2 separate regions of the Danio rerio genome follow, and region 2 is linked to region 1. The links are chromatin contacts, called in public Hi-C maps. All regions are on one chromosome and are shown on one strand. The core of a region is the stretch at or near the end of the contact, and the rest is flanking DNA. Distances in the headings are between cores, read along the strand shown. Region 1 overlaps spsb4a (splA/ryanodine receptor domain and SOCS box containing 4a). Region 2 overlaps LOC141378646.

What was found. A called contact is a pair of places that touch in the nucleus more often than the background predicts.
Region 2: a Hi-C map of embryo shows a contact between it and region 1, with 3 times the contacts expected there. The contact joins two enhancer-like sites. A contact is called at or near these places in 2 of 18 Hi-C or Micro-C datasets (embryo and gastrula embryo).

The regions. Positions count from the first base shown.
Region 1 is chr2:42,679,344-42,682,390 of GRCz12tu, reverse strand. The region is part of intron 1 of spsb4a (splA/ryanodine receptor domain and SOCS box containing 4a); the gene reads left to right. The region is part of intron 1 of LOC141378646; the gene reads left to right. Among named protein-coding and RNA genes, the nearest start is that of spsb4a, 23 kb to the left of the region's middle. Within about 2 kb of position 1,405, at least 28 of the 62 cell types and tissues checked have an H3K27ac peak or open chromatin away from gene starts, as enhancers often do.
Region 2 is chr2:42,742,626-42,745,672 of GRCz12tu, reverse strand. All of the region lies in intron 1 of LOC141378646, which reads left to right. It also overlaps a transcript of spsb4a not described here. Among named protein-coding and RNA genes, the nearest start is that of spsb4a, 41 kb to the right of the region's middle. Within about 2 kb of position 1,547, at least 32 of the 62 cell types and tissues checked have an H3K27ac peak or open chromatin away from gene starts, as enhancers often do.

The DNA of each region.
Region 1 (3,047 bases), core at 156-2,655:
GGACTCGTGGTCCAAATTTACATAAAACACTTTTCCCTGACTGTTTCGTTATGCATATTAAACATAGAAAAATTTTTTGAACATGTTTTGACCATCGGAGAGTAAAAACTATTTTTGGACAGTTAAAAATAGGGTTTGGGACATTTCATATATGCTGCAAAACAGTTGCAGGATAAGACGGTATGTCTGTAACAAAATATAAAACATTCAAAGTATTTTAAATAGCCACTTAAGAGCTAAAACGTGCTGTCCACGTATGTGGCCACTACGCCCTAGGAACTTAAGAAAACAAATCATTTAAATGTAAGGATTGCTTTAAAATACAAATGTAGAACAGTAGATTGAGTGATGAATAAATAAAAAATAAATGAATAAAAATACAGTGGGTGCATATTAGGATTGTTGGGGACCCATGCCTGTAATTGCTTAGGGCCCCAAAATAACTAAATCCACCCCTGCTTACGTGCATTTTTAATTTTTTTTGTGATAAATTTACATAATTACATCATTTTCCCTTTTTTGCAATTTTTTGCTAATCGCAACATTTCAAATCATGATTTAGATTCAATTTTGATTAATCGCACCACCCTTGTCTGTCTGTCTATTTATTATTAGTTCCTCCATCTTCACTATAAGCAGAGAATAATCAAGCTGTTTTCGGGGGAAATTCAATACACAAGCTATAATACATTGTTTCATATAAACATAAAAATAGAAATGTGTCATAATAGTAAGCTTGACGTTGACATTTTGGAAGCGCGCCGTGTCAGATTTATACATTTCCAGCCTCAAAATGGTCCTTAATGGATTGAATTGATCCGTGAAAAAGCTTTTTGTATGTAGGTATTTTTCTCAGCCGTTTCTTTTTTCCTGCCTGTTTTACAAGCCTTCATGTAATTACCTAATGTGTGAACAGTGTTTAAAACTCTGTCTACAACTCCCAGACAAACAGCGTAATTATGTTTGCGTCGGTGTTTATTACTGTTATTAGTGACTACAGCGGTTCGAGTGAGGAAATGTTAGCTAAACTGATGTGTGTGATCCAAACACAACCTGAATGAAACGCATTAGTGTGGCTCGGCACGACGGCAAGTCTGTGAAAGCCTTTGTGCCCTGCCGCGGGAGCCTCTCCAACGCTGAAATATGATACGGAAAACCTAACACCTCGACTCCTAGCACATGTTATGATAGCTGTGAGTGGCATGTTAGGGCAGCAGTCGCTCTCTTTCCTGCTCATTCATTCTCTCTCTCTCTCTCTCTCTCTCTCTCTCATTCACATTCTATCCCACTTCTTTCATGACCTCATTTATTTTTCCTTTAATATTGGTAACACTTACCCAGGATTCCGACATCTGACTGTCTGGCCGTCTGACCACCCTCCTTCCTGATGTCTGAGTTGAGCTCCCTCTTTTCCTGTCTGTCTTTCTCTTTGACCTTAGTGTGTTGAGTCTGACAGAGGTGTGTTTGTGTGCGTGTACAGTACAGTATGTTTGACCTTTTTTTTTTTCTTTGTGGCGGTGACCTACCAGCTTGGGTTGTCTGACAAAGAGAGAATATGTAGTCTGGCACTGCTGGAGAGCAGCTAAAAGTAGCAACATGGACTCCGCTACATATTTTAATAGTGTGCTGTAGCTGAGCTCTTTTTTTAGCTTGTCCAGTAATGAGCTGTATTCTAAAATAGTAGTAGTCTAACATGACACAGGCTAACAAGATAAATTAATCAAACACAATCTTCAAACTCAAAAATGTTGTTCAGAATTTAATCATGTTAACTGAAAACGTTTATTTTAATCTATGCTGCATTTTGTTCTGTACTGAAATGTAGATGTATACCTGATTAGTACCACATGTTAGTGATGACTGCTTTTAAAGAACTGCTTCATGACAACCATTTAAGGATGAATCAGTGATTTTAGAGCTTGTACCAAATTAGCAAGGTCACATGATTTCAGTAAACGGAGCGCACATTACATCATAAGTGAAATATTAAAAATAAATAAATTCAATGGCTCTCCACTAGGGGGCGATCTCTTTAATAATATACAATTAACATGAATCACGTGGCCTTCAGATTGTCCACAGTGGTGAATCTCTACTTTTGGTTCAGTTGTTTCGAAGCTTTGAAAAACTTTGGCTGGTTCTTAATTCCAAGAATGCAAGAGAGAGCGATCTAGCCAAGTTACCTAAGAAAGAACGAACTCAGTAGACCATGAGAACAGAGAATGCGTGCTGGGTAATAAGATGCTGCGTTTTTCCATGGTTCTTCCTGATGATCACATGACTTTTACGCATTTTAATGGAAAATGATTTAAACATTAAAGCAGTCATACAACAATTTATTGTTTTTCCCCCTTTTCACAATATATTCTATCCATAAAAGCCATTGAATTTGAGTAAATGAACACCCTTAATGTGTTTATGCCTTTATAAAAATTTTAATTTTAGTGTTTATGCAATGACTTCTGGGACTTCTCGAGGGACTTTTGCGCTCGAGTCTGCATAGCTGCACATCCGATTGCTACTGTACATAACTATTTTGGGTTTTTAAAAGTTTCAGACTAAAACTTTTTGACATCCTGTGAGTAACACTACACATACTGCTGAGGAAGTGTATAGTTTGGAAGGAACTGATACGTCACAAATAGCATACCTGCTGTAGACACAATGACATAGTTTATGTAAACATACCCCAACTGTCTTTTTTCTAGTGCTTCTCCTTGGGATGAGACTCTCTTATTCCGGGAAAAGATGTTGCGTCACTTACTGTTGCAGGAAGTTACTGCTAATGTTTCATTCATCAGACTCTCATCTCCAGCACAATCTCAAATGCTCTTTTAATGTGGCAGTAGTTTTGTGACATTGAAGCTGATGTGAACCGAATCTCTCTCTTTTGTTTCTTCCCTCACACTTTCTCCTAGGAACCTGGAAATAATGTTACATTTTTGGCATTCTTCCTTTTTAAATCGATTTCTAGTAAAGAGAACTGAAGTAATAAAATTCAGCACATATCTTGTCACATTCATTTTGTGTTACAGATTGTTCATCTC
Region 2 (3,047 bases), core at 298-2,797, 63 kb before region 1:
TATATATATATATATATATATATATATATATATATATATATATATATATATATATATATATATATATATATATATATTTTTTTTTTTTTTTTTAACTGTCTATCTAATCTAACTAATGTTGAAGTTGTTTCAAACTATTGTGATTAGATTATATGTTTTTTGCAGTTTATTTGTACATTAGTAGCACAATATGATATTCTACAAAGACAAAATTGTCATCTAGGAATGCACAATATATTGGGTGCCATATTGTTTTGCCATATGTGTATACACGTGTAAGTACTACTGTGGGTGTGTGTAAATATATGCAAATATGTGTACATGTATGCATTTATCTGACTATATATTTGTTGTTTATTTTGCTCTATTGGTTTATACATTTGTTTTTTGTTTTTTTTCGTATTTGTCTATCCATTTTTTTATATATTACCCTGATATTGATGTTTTTTTAATACTTGTTTGTTTGTGAAGCACTTTAAGTTGCATGTATCTAGGAAAAGTGCAATGCAAATAATAATAATAATAATAATAATAATAATAATAATAATAATAATAATAATAATAATTATTATTATTATTATTATTATTATTATTATTATTATTATTATTATTATTATTATTATTATTATTATTATTACTACTACTACTACTACTACTAAATTAGTTTCAAATATTAGTATCATGATTGTTATTTAGATGTCTAGTTTAATTTTTCATTAATATACGTTAAGAGCTCAGCCGTGGCTCCAGTGCTCATTTTTAACTCTGCTAGACTGCATACAGTACCGGTTACTTTTAATCTACCTCTTTACATCTGTTCCTTTCTTTCTTCCTTTTCTTTCATTCCCTGTAGCCTACATTGACACTTATCCAAGTACTTATTAGCGAACATTCCTCTCTTTATCTCATTCTTTCATTTCATAAGGTTTCATACACATGCACCCATTTCCTTTCAGTCTTTTTCCTTCACGCTTTCTTTTTCCCCCTTTCATCCTTTCTTCCCTTTGGGAGTAATAAAACGGAATTACATGGACATATTCAAGAAAAGAGACTGACAGATGGGCTAAAGTCTTTGACTCTCTCTCTCTCTCTCTCTCTCTCATAGAGTAAAGCACAAAACACATAAAGGGTCTCTGAATTACACACTGGTTGAAAATGATACTCTGGCTCTTCTTTCCTTCCGGCGGTTCTAAATATGTCTGAGGCGTAACGGCAGGACAGGACGGGTGAGAGGATGGCTGCTCTTTGTGATGAAAACAAAGCGCTCACTTGCCTGCTCTGCACTTTACAAATCTTATGTTACGCCTTTGTTGTACATGTGTCATACATAGGTGCTTATGTAGTGCCGTACAATGCAGAGCACACTCTCTTTATGAAGCATTCAACCTTGCCGTCTGAAAGGGTTGGGTATTTTTCATTTGCTTCACTGTGGTTTTAGCTTTCTGTGCTTTTTCGGGCTCTGTTTTCACTCATCAGGCAGGCATAGTCTGAGCTGCTGCTGTCAGACTCAGTGGGGGACGCACACTCAGCAAGTGTCCACAACACTACACAGCCCTCAGCGCACACACACATTTGCACTCCAATCCCACCCATCCAGTCTCACAAACAGCGCCATTCAGCACTCTGCCGCCTCACCTCCTGGGAGTTCAATGCTGACATACAGTGTGGTTTCTGGCTCTCGACATGTGCCAGGCTCTAAACAGACCATGCCTGACAGAACCCAAAACCCGTCCACATTTCATTGACTTACCTGAACTATATTTGAATCAGTGTGACAGGGCCCTTAAAGAAGGTTCCGTGTGTCATGTTGAAAAATAGATGTGATTTTTTTCAGTTGTTTATTAGTGCTGCGTGATTAGTGTATAGATGTAGAAAATAGATTAGATTAGTGTAAATCGAGATTAAAGGTTTTAGCAAAAGCTGTGATTCTCATGCACATCTTTATGGGAGAGCACGGCTCTGTGATCAGCAGTAAATCTCTGAAGGCCAGAGGTATGCTGGCAGAGAGAGCTTAACAAATCAAATCAATTGCCACATCATCAGCAGCACATGTGCTATCTTCTTGTTAAGTGGTGACGTGTTTGTGACGTATGTATACTGTTTCCAGGTCCAAGCCGCCATTCATTTGAGTGGAGAAATCATTCGTTTATGATTGCGTTTTATTCCTATCACACATTAAAGTTAATTTTACATAAAGTCATAGTGTACACAACAATCTCTGGGCTTGCTGCATAACAAATACCAAAATTTTAACAATTTATAAAACAATGAATCATTTTCTGGCCATCGGATATTAGGCATGGACATATATATTGCGATCGTGACTTTCGAAAGTATTAAATCGCTTTGTAAACGTTTATTATTACCATTTCATGAATCTCCCCATTCAGTTGAATAGAGCGCTTGGACCCGGAAGCCGCTCCGCGTGATGTCACATTTAACAAGCGGATGATGAGTAAAAAGTTTAGGTGCTGGCTCTAGACAGTACAAAATACAAACAGTGCAAATACAACGACAGTGCAAAATGCAGACAGTACAAATAAAATGACAGTGCAAAATACAGACAGTGCAAAATACAACAGGATACTCTTAAAAAAAAAAGGACAATGTAAAATTGACAGCGATATGTACAATAAATAGGTGTCTACAAAGTTGTAGGCAGTGTTGTTTCAAGTATGAAGCTGTAAAAGTACAGTGCATGCTACATATTGATGGTGTGCATGGTGATGGTGAGGGGTATGTAAGAGTCTGTGTGAGGTGTGTTAAGTGTTCATCAGCCTAATAGTCTGAGGGAAGAAGCTTTCCTTCAGTCGGCTGGTGCGTGACCTGATGCTGCGGAACTGCTGTCTCTGTAGGCCGTCTCATCATTATTGGTGATACCACCGTTGTGTCATCAGCAAATTTAACGATGATGTTGGAGCTGTGTTTGGCTGTACAGTCGTGTGTAAAGGGAGTGCAGGAGTGGGCTGAGAACACAGCCCTGTGGAGCACCAGTGTGCAATTACAAAAAAACGTCAGCACATTGTAAAAAGAGCTTCATCCATTTG